2 separate regions of the Mus musculus genome follow, and region 2 is linked to region 1. Evidence: chromatin contacts called from public HiChIP or PLAC-seq data. All regions are on one chromosome and are shown on one strand. Each heading gives the region's core, a stretch centred on a gene start, on an enhancer-like site or on the middle of the called end of the contact. The rest is flanking DNA. Distances are from core to core; before and after follow the strand shown. Region 1 holds the start of Gne (glucosamine (UDP-N-acetyl)-2-epimerase/N-acetylmannosamine kinase). Region 2 has its middle 18 kb from the start of Rnf38.

Region 1 (4,840 bases), core at 765-3,264:
AAACTTGCTTCTTTACCTAGTGGAATGTTAACCAAAAATGAAAATTGATCAACTGTATCTATATTTGCCAGTGGATACTGTGTATCCCCATACAAAAGTCTGAGGTCCCAAACATTGCAAAATGCAAACGAATAACACGGGAGCCAGTGAAATGGCTGGCTGCATGGGTAAAAGCGGAGGCCAGAGGGCAAGTTCCAGCATCAGGCCACTGGAGAGTCAGGAATGGGGTTCAGACAGACAAGGAGCACAGGGGCACGCTTCTGTAAGATCTGGTATGAGTGACAGGAACACAACAGCAAACACCCAAACAAACAAAAACAAGCAGAAAGGAAAGGCCACCCTTGGGCCGGAGGACCAGACAATTAGGGAAATGGGGTCTTATAAAATGCCCAACCCAGAGTCCACCTGCCAGAACTTCCAAGTCCGGGGGCCCATCCCATCCCACCAGGAGCTGTCAGCTTGCTTCAATAGAGCTTTTTACTTCACTTTCTCTGCCTTTGAGTCATCTATCAATTCTATGCCTGTCTCACACACAGAACAACCTCACCAGCTCTCCCCTACGTTTCTTTCACCTTGTTGGAGACAGGCTCTCTAAAAACAAAAACAAAAACAAACAAAACAAAACAAAAACAAAAAACAAAAAAACCCAAGGCTTCCGGATTGCTGTTATTACAGCTGCTCGAATTATAGGACCGGTTTTACTGGGTTTGGAGCACCCAAACTCAAGTCAAGTTTGAAGCGTTACACCAGCAGCAGCAGCAGCAGCAGCAGCAGCAATCTCCCTGGCTCCGAGAAATGGCAATGCTCACAAACTACATTCAACTCAATTGTGCTTTTATAAATGCTGCAAAAGGATAAGTGAATGTCCCAACCACGAGAAAGTATAAGCACACTTGTGCAAGCAGTCACCAGCAGAGAAACAACAGTAAAGTAAACGTTTGCTAAGTGCTTCCTCCAGCAGTGGGCTAACACGGCGTTAGACACGTTATTCCATCCTCATTTTCTCTACTATACAGACAGGGACACTGAGGTGTAGAAAAAAAAATCCACTTGATCTAAATCACAGTTAGTTAATGACTGATAGAACTTCAATTCAAAGCCAAGTCTAGATGACCTTCCTACACGCAGGTCACTGCCGCACACACCCTCTACCTTGTGTGTATATTCCACAAACATCCACGGGTGCAAACCTTTCCGGAGAACTTGAGACACTCCTTTCTTTCACTCAGAGCGGATGGAACTCACCGCAATAAAAAGGGAAGGGCTGTACAGAGTTCTCAGAACCCTGCTGCCCAGCTATAATAATTCAGTTTGATGTTCCTTCCAGAGCCCCTACAGTCGGGCTAAACCATTATCTTTACTGTGAAACCATTCCCCGCCGCCACACCCCTCCTATCGAGGTGCAAAGCCGATCTATTCTTTCCTCTAACAATTTTACAAGCCTGTTCAAGGACGGATATAAACGTCTATCAAATTTCCAAGGACACCGAGTGTCCAGACAGTCAGAGTTGGGCAAGCCTCCAAGAAGTCCCTCGGTGCAAACCCTCTCCCCACCTAGGCAGTGCTGGGCCCCCGCAGCTATCTCACGTCTCTGCCCAGGGACCCAGGGCCGTGCCGCCTGCTGCGTGCACGGATGGGCTGGACCCTGGCCAGGCCTACCTCTGCAAGCCCCGGTCCCCATTCACCCGCACGCTGAGTCTGACAGCTCCGGGATCCCACGCCGGAGCAACGCACCGGGCGGGAGAGGCGCCCTGCTGCGTAGAACCCGGACGCCCAGCGCGAGGCCCACAGCTGCAGCAGAGGTGCCGGAGCCTGGCACGATGCTCGTGAGTCACCGACTGACTCGTGGCCTCCGCCGGGTTAGTTCCCTCCGGCGCCACCTCGGCACTTGGCAGGCTCGCGTCCAGCGGGTCCACAGGGCAGGCCCCGGCAAGCGCACCCGGTGGCTTCCGCTACCCGGCGCCGCTCGACGACTCGGCGCTCGACCCAGCCCCAGCCATTGCTCCTGCATTCGCAACGCACACCCCGGCTCCCGCGGAGCGCCGAACGGTCGATCGCTCCGGCTCCGCCTGCACCGGGTCCCAGCCCCTCCTTGGCGTATTTCTGTTGGTCAGTCGTGTGGCGCACCTTCCGCTGTCGTGTCGCCTCTGGTAGTGGCATCCACTCGGTTTGCTGACCCTTATTCTCGCCTGAGGGTGTTCTCTCCTCTGGCAGAGCCCACAGTTAAGCCCGAGTTCTCCCACGAGATGGTTGTTTTAGCTTTGCACCCAAGCTGAGTGCCATCTCGTGGACCAAACTCCAAGGCAACTCAGTGTCGGTAGTCCTAGAGTGCACCCTGGAATTTAAGCTTTGCCACCCCTGCCACGAGGCTCTGGCTGAGTGCAGCGTGACAATACACATGCTAGTCAGCTCTGAGTTATCTGTCACTCCAGGGATCTAGGCAATTCTATTACCAAATTTGGGCCTCACAGTTTTTCCCCTTGAAGCCAAATTCTGTCACCTGTTCTCCATAAGTTAATGAGAACAGAGTTACTAGTAAAAAAAAAAAAAAAAAGCAAAAAAACGGAGGTTAATTCAATGTGGCCATGTTGGGAAGAGGGACAAAGATATCCAAAGACATATCCCCTGGATCCATTTTGGGACCTCAGATTTTAGGTTAAAATATATAGAGTTCGAGATGTGCACATCTAAGAGGTCCAGGGCAAGCTGTAGCCCACCTGTCACTGTCTGGACTCTAACTTCCCCAGCAAAGTGGCAGTCACAAATTGTCAGTCCCGTGTGAAGTCTCTTTTCAGCACCAGCATTCGGTCTTTTCCTTCTCTGAGTATGAGATTCTTGGGGAAAATTTCAGGGTTTTTTGAGGCCATAGTTTCAATAGTCTGATAGATTGAGGTACACAGACATCTCAAGAATATCTGCTAGACTAATTGCAGATCCAAGACCCAGGAAGGTGGGGAGCGGCCTGTGCTGCTAGCTCCTGATGAAGGTTGGTTTTGTTTTGTTTTTAAGATTTTATTTTAGCTTATTTTTATCATGTATATGGGGTAGGGGGGTGGGGCAGAGGATGTGTACACATTAGAGTGCACATGTCAAAGTCCAGAAGAGGGTAACAGATACCCTGGAGCTGAAGTTAGAGATCGTGGTGAACCTCCTGACATGGGTGACATTTCCCACAGCTAGGTGCAAGAGAATGAGAAGCTAGACAGTATTCTGAACAGCACAGCTGCACCTGTGTCTCAAACAACAACAAAAAGTCACAAGTGAAACTTTCAGATCTACTTTTTTAGGTTGTTTTTTTTTTTTTTTTTTTGAGACAGGATCTTACACTGTACCTAGCTGAAACTGGCACGGGATTGACTGTGTAGCCCAGACTGGTCTCAAGCCACGTCAGTCCTCCTGCCTCAGCTTCCATTGGGGGTTCTTGCTATAAGCTAAATGTGGACCCCATCAGACTTTTACAGCTTGTGGTCTATCTCAGTCAAGGATGAAGCTCTGGTTTGCATGGTATTAGTGTAGCCATGTTGGATCCTGCAAGGGTCATCCCATCATGAAAGGACAGACAATGAGTGGTTTTGTACACTGAGGTGACATTGTCTACCTTTCTGTCTGAGATCAGCAACCATCGATTTGTAAGTTGACCAGGTCACCATTCATGAATGCTCTGATAACACGTCAATTTCCAACACATTTCACATCATACTTTTTTTTTCTAAATACCATCTGAGCTGTTGGGTAGAGAATGGATTTGAATGGATTTGTTGAGAGTCAAGAGTTGGTTCCAGTGAAAATTCCACTGAAATAGATATGCAATTCATCTGGATGTAAAACTCATGAGACTTATTATTGACGGGTTATGAGTTAGAAATAAAGAATGGCTATATTTATAGCTTCCTAGCACTGATAACAAAGTGCTAGTACTCTTTTATCTTCCATATCTTACGCTTCCAGAGGTTGGGGTGAGCCCAGAATTTGGGGGAACCAACATACAGGCAGTAGCAGGGTATCTGCTCTTTGGAGGCTGAAGGAGAGAAGTCATTTCCTCACCCTTTCCTCGTGGAGACTGACGACACTCCTTGGCTTGTGAATATTCTCACAGCAAGACTTCCTGGCTGTGCCTCTCCTGCCTTCCTTTTACCTACAGAGACCCTTAGAATATTAAATTTGTGCCTAACTAGTAGCACAGGATAATCTTCCGGGCACAAAATACTTGATCACATCTGCACAATCTGTCTCCAAAAGAAGGGGTATGGATATTTCAAAAAGCCATTTATTCAGCCTGCCATGAGGGGTATAGAGTCATGGAAGATGGTCAAGAAAGGTATCTGGCTTTTAAAGTTACATGCTACATCATTACATAGGCAGTGTGGAAAGAAAGTTAAGACAAACTAACTTCAAGAACAATGTTTAGCTGAGCCTTGAGAGGCTGAGGCAGGCTGAGTGTCATGTTTGAAGTTAGTCTGGGTTTATATAGAGAGACCTTGTCTCATGAAAAAGACAAAACGAAGTAGCACACATATACACACAAGCCACACACACCTCACATGCACACAGACCACACACACACACACACACACACACACACACACCCAGTATTTGACAGGCAAGGTGGCTAAGCAGGTAAGTAAAGGCACTTGCAACCAAACCTGATCTGATCCCTAGGCCCCACATGGTTGTGAAAAGACTGATTCCCAAGGTCGTTCTCTGAACACTGTGACACATGTTCACATGTGAACACACATAAATAAAATATACTAAAATTGTTTAGGATAAAATATTTAATTTTTATTTTTATTTATCACAAAATCTAAAAATAAAAATCAAAAATAAAAAGGGGGGCAAA
Region 2 (5,473 bases), core at 1,560-4,059, 180 kb after region 1:
TCCAGCGTGTATGCCTCTGCTGTCCCACTAAGTCAGAACACAGCCACGTAATGGATCATGGCAAACAAACAAACAAACAAACAAACACCCTAGCAAAGATTTGGGGGTGATCCAAAAGTGAGACTGTCACTTACTGACTGTCTCAACCTCATCAACGGAATAAGGTTACCATGAGTGTCTTTTTGTAGAGTTGACAGAAGAATTGTGTGTGTGTGTGTACATGTGAGCACGTGCATGGAGAGGGAGGGAGAGGAGACAGACAGAGAGATGTTAAACGAAGAAATTAGAGTGTAAGCACTCAGGAAGCAGAGGCAGGAGAATCTAGAGTTCCAGGCTAACCCTGGCTGTCTACGTAGTAAAATCTTGTTCAACCCAAACAAACAAAACAGAAGTAAAATACAAATGCCTGACAGATAACTCAGTAAAGGATTGCAATCATTAAGCAAAAGCAAATGGCTCACTGGGCAAAGGAGTGCAGGAGAAGCCCTCACCAGTGCAGCATGTCAGACTGCAAACCCTGGGACTCCCGCCCTTCCCTGCCCCGCCCCGCCCCGCCCCGCCCCGCCCTGCCCCGCCTGGAACAGCCATTGCTCACAGTGGCAAAGCGCTTGCCAGGTTTCCAGGCTCTTTCTCATCCAGTCCCCTGTCTTTATGTCATCTTCAGGACAATCTCACGAGACAGGGAGGGCTGTCATTGTCTCCATTTTGCAGACAAGAAACTGAGACCCAGGTGGACTCCATTGGTGGCTCCCAACTTTTCTTCTGGGACACATGACAGATGATGCTTTCGGGTGGAACGCTCCCAAGCGCAGCCCTGCCATATCTTTATCCGATTCCTCCTACTGGAAAGCAGTTAATGCTATGTAGCTGTTAAGGAGGGTAAGAGGAGTTATGTATAATTGATGGGGGGAAATAGCTCTGATATATTGTGGGTGAAAAAATCCAATTGCAAATTTACTATTCATAGTAATCCTGTATTACTATGTTTATTTAGCACACGTCTATTTACATGTGCATGCGGTTGTCAGGAAAGGCTGCGTATGAAACTGTTAACAGTGGTAAACTCAGAAACTGAGGGTGGATGATGGCCGACAAGCGCTTTTATACCATTTTTTTCAAAGCGTGTGTATTATTTTTATCATGAAAGCATTTGGTATTCAAGCAACATTATAGGCAGACCTTGAGTCTGCTCTGATTTTCTTCAAGGAAATCATTCATGAATATGTATAGATTACCTCTGGAAAGATATTTAAGAAGCTGACGGCAGGCAGTGCTTGCCTCTAGAGAGGAAGTCTGCGGGACTGTTGTTTGCAGGGAAGGACAGAAAAAAAAATGGACTTCTCGCTGTATCCTTTTATAAGGTTTAATTTGTTTTCAACCAAGTGCATGCATTATAAATTCAAATAAGTTGAAAGAATATTATTAAAAGCTTCAGTGGTTTATAATTACCAGTGAATAATTTGTACCCCACCTTCGGCCTGATATTGCATACCAGTTATTCCTACTGGGTTGGCTACTAACACAGAGTGCTTACATTCAAGTTGAGGGCCTCCCCCTAGACCCAGCTTCAGGATCAACAAGACTGGAATGAACTTACCAACCTATCTTTAACTGAACCAAAAAAACCAAAACAAAACAAAACAAAAAAAAAGGTCAAAAATTGACTTTTAATGATGTTTTATCACTGTATCTATTTAGCACACATTCTGTATAGTTTTACCATACTCTGCTGTTTTTTTTTTTCCTTAAAATATAATTTACTTGTTAAAAAAAAAAGAGCATAATCCTTTCTCAAAAAAAGTGCATGGGCTGGAGAGATGGCTCAGCGGTTAAGAGCACTGACTGCTCTTCCCAAGGTCCTGAGTTCAATTCCCAGCAACCACATGGTGGCTCACAACCATCTGTACTGAGGTCTGATGCCCTCTTCTGGTGTGTCTGAAGACAGTGACAGTGTACACATATAAAAACAACAACAACAAAAGTGCACAATAATTAAATTTGGCTCAATGAATTGTGTTATTATTGTTTTTATTTTTACATTTATTTGCTTGGTGTGTGTGTGTGTGTGTGTTTACACGCAAGCATGTGCCTCAGCACTTGTATGGAGGTCAGGGGACAACCTGCAGGAGTTGGTTATCTCTCTGCCATGTGGGCCCCAGGGACTGAACTCAGGTTGTGAGCTTCGGCATCTAAGCAGCTCAGCATCCCTGGTTGTTGTTTTGAGGCAAGGTGTCGCTCTGTACAGCCCAGACTTGCCTGGAACCCATATGCATCTCAGGCTGGCCTCAAACTTAAAGCAATCCTCCTGTCTCAGCCCTTCAAGTGCTAAGATTATAGGTGTGAGTCACCACTGCCAGCTCTCACTCTGGTGAATTTTTATGTATGTCCTACTTGTGTAACAGACGCCCAGATCAAAATATAGCTGTGCCATCTCTCTGGAGATGTTCTTCTTCCCTCGCCTCTCCAGCCCTAGCTACTCTTTGAAGGCAGCCCTTATCTGATTCCTAGCATCAGAGATGGACGGTCACCTCTTTGGGGTAACATACTAGTGAGACACACAGTGTCTCTCTACTGTCTGTTGCCATAACCTACCCATGTTGGGGTGCATAGCAGTTGTTTGGTCTTTACCAGACTGGAAGTGCTGAGTCACAGGGTATACACATATTTAGCTATAAGGATCCTGTCAGGCAGCTGTCCACTCGTAAGAAAGTTCTCCTTGCTTCCCAGCTGCAAACCCTCCACACCATCAGACCCTTTCATTTCAGCCACTGTGGGGCTTACTGACTTTGCTGTGACCCCTTGGTTCCATGGTCCCCATCTGCTCAGTCCTCTGTTATGAAAGCACACCCCACCCCCGAGACACACACACACACACACACACACACCACAGTGCATCTGAATGCCTAACCACTCTTTCCGCATTTTCCTTCCTGGGACAGAACCCTATCCTTCCCTGACCCCAACCCCTGATCAAATCCCAGCATGCATCACAAACAAATCCAGTCTCTGCCTCAGGTGAGACCTGTTTCCAGCAGAGACTAAGCCCTGATGTGACTCTTAGCTGTCCTCTTAGCCCACCACACACTGAGTCCTAATCACAGCGTGACCCCGCCCCCAATTCCAGCCTCGGACCTCCACAAGTCGCAAGACTGAACGCCCTTCTTTTAGATGGTGATTTAAGTTGACCTAATCTGAACTCCTTACAGAAAACACAAAAGGGCCAAGCGCACTGTCCAAAATTATTAGGAAATGTAAAATTGCAATAAAATGTGCCAAGAATCCATCGCAAAAGTGTCTCCTTGATGTACTTCAGACGCTCATTGGGACTGAATCTTCCTAAGTTAGAGAAAGAAACTAGGATCAACCCCACTCTGATATGTAATAAAGGAACAGGCTGGGGGTGGAAGTGGGGGTGTGCATCCTAAGAAAGACGGGAGCTAAGCTAGTCCTGCAGATGGTGGAAGAAGGAGAGTAACCTTCCTCCCCGTGCTCACAAGATGGCAGGTTTATTTTAACAATGTTTCTAACAGTTTGAGAAATGGATTTAGAGAGCCCAGAGGGAAGCCTCTGATTGGGGAGCCTCTGTCCATGATGGCTTCTTTTTTTTTTTTTTTTTTTTTTTTTAACAATGGTATTTGACTCATTAAATTCTGATCGTAGTGTGTTTACACCCCCACCTTCCCCACCCCCACCCTCACCAGCAGCACCACCCCCTCCCCCTGCAGTGGCTGCGGGACAGGAATTCAGAGACTTCTAAGAGGAAGAGCCCTTTGGGTTGTTTGCTCTGTCGCCTAATCAGCTGCAAGCTGAGAATGTCGTCTTCACTTGGTTGCATGTCCTTGAGAAAAAAAACGTGCTTTTCCTCTTTAACACCGGGAGGAGTGACCTGGTAAGTACCCTGTCCTCTGAAGGCTAGAGGAGCTGGGGACATCATAGAGATGCATTCTCTCTCTCTCTCTCTCTCTCTCTCTCTCTCCTCCCCCCACCCCCCACCCTGGGACCAAAAGTCCTGGTTAGTGTAAGATTGCGATTTCCAAATTCCTAAACATTAACCGGGTGAAACAACATGTAGGATGAAGTCACGTGACCATGGAAAGGACACTGGGGTTTGTGACAGGAGACCAGGACAGTTCTGCCACCACTAGCCTTTACAACCCCCCACCCGCCTTCTATCTCTAGATCTCCTCCAGGTCTCTAGTGACAGCAATACAGTGCACTTTGTGATTGGGTCTTTTATAGACAGTGCCTTATTTAATCTTTATTCCAGTGAGACGGGAGCTTTTATTATTCAAAATTCCCAGAACAGCTGGCAGGGATTTAGAGAGATTAGACTTTGTCAAAGGTTCCAGGCATGGTGGTGTGCATGCATTTAGTTCCAGTACTACTGAGGCAGAGGCAGGTGGATCTCTGTGAGTTTGAGGCCAGCCTGGACTATAGGAAGTTTCAGATCAGACTAGTCATTGCTACATAACATGACTCTGTCTTAAAAACAAAAACAAAAACAAACAACAACAACAAAAAACCCACTTACCAAAGGTAAGACACACCACAGTTTGTTTAGTTTGGTTTTAATTTGAATATAACCTTTTCATGTTGGTTGTCACTGATTTGCATATATATTATCATTTGTTTTGCATCTTTATGTCTTTGTCTTGAGATACTGAATACTAATTTTGGCTCAAGAAGTCAGTAATCATGTTTAACTAGTCTAGAAATGTTGATGCATCCACTAAAGAGAGCATGGGTTTCCCCTTTCTCTCTCTTTTTTCCTGTTTTTAATTATATTTATCTGGGGTGGGGTGGGCACTTGAGTGGTAAGACATGCATGTGGAGTTTCAGGAGTTTGGTTCTCGCTTTCTACCCCAATCAAACCTAAGCCATCAGGCACAGCAGCAGTTACCTCCAACCGCTGAGCCATCTAGCCAGTCCTGCCCTCTCTTCTTGTCTTAGGACAAACCTGGGTTAACATCCTAGCTCTCTCCTAGCAGCCTAGCGATACCAAGTACAGACTCAGATCAAGGCTTGGTAACTCTCTGTCTCAGTGAAATCACAATACCGGACAGAATCGATTAGGAGAAGAGAGACTTATTTTGGCTCTCGAGTTCACAGTGCTTCAGTCCATCAAGACCGGGAAAGCATGGTGGAACAGCCCAGGTGTCTGTGGCTGATGCTGCTCACATCACAGAGGACCGGAAATAGATCCAAAGGCTTGAGCCTCTGGTTGGGCTACCATTTTCAAAAGTCTTCCCCAATGACCTACTTCTGCCAGCAAAGCCCCACCTCCTAAAACAGTGCCATCCGCTGAAGAGTGAGTATTCAAAGCATGGGCCTGTGGGGTTTCACTTCAGATTTCTACATCAGTGTTACTCATGCTGAAAATCACTCCTGACCGCTCAGGTGCCCGGGGACAGGGCCTATAAGTGTCCAGAGGAAGTGTGGCTTTAGTTTTTCCAACTGGAGCGACTCTTATTTG

The links. HiChIP or PLAC-seq counts read pairs in DNA pulled down with a chosen protein or histone mark.
Region 2: a contact with region 1 is called in an H3K4me3 HiChIP or PLAC-seq map of embryonic stem cells, with 14 read pairs. The contact joins the enhancer-like site here to the promoter of Gne in region 1. A contact is called at or near these places in 1 of 39 promoter capture datasets (macrophages), 2 of 484 Hi-C or Micro-C datasets (cortical neurons and embryonic stem cells), 5 of 115 datasets of contacts at active chromatin or transcription factors (bone marrow-derived macrophages, embryonic stem cells, stem cell-derived neural progenitor cells and 1 more) and 2 of 9 other capture datasets (adipose tissue and liver).

The regions. Positions count from the first base shown.
Region 1 is chr4:44,070,703-44,075,542 of GRCm38.p6, forward strand. It overlaps Gne (glucosamine (UDP-N-acetyl)-2-epimerase/N-acetylmannosamine kinase), which reads right to left and starts at 2,015. Exons shown (of 12, transcript NM_001190414.2): 1 at 1,660-2,015.
Region 2 is chr4:44,249,367-44,254,839 of GRCm38.p6, forward strand. No RefSeq gene overlaps it. Among named protein-coding and RNA genes, the nearest start is that of Rnf38, 18 kb to the left of the region's middle. Within about 2 kb of position 2,810, at least 24 of the 459 cell types and tissues checked have an H3K27ac peak or open chromatin away from gene starts, as enhancers often do. A contact at or near this core is called in embryonic stem cells, where this site is marked.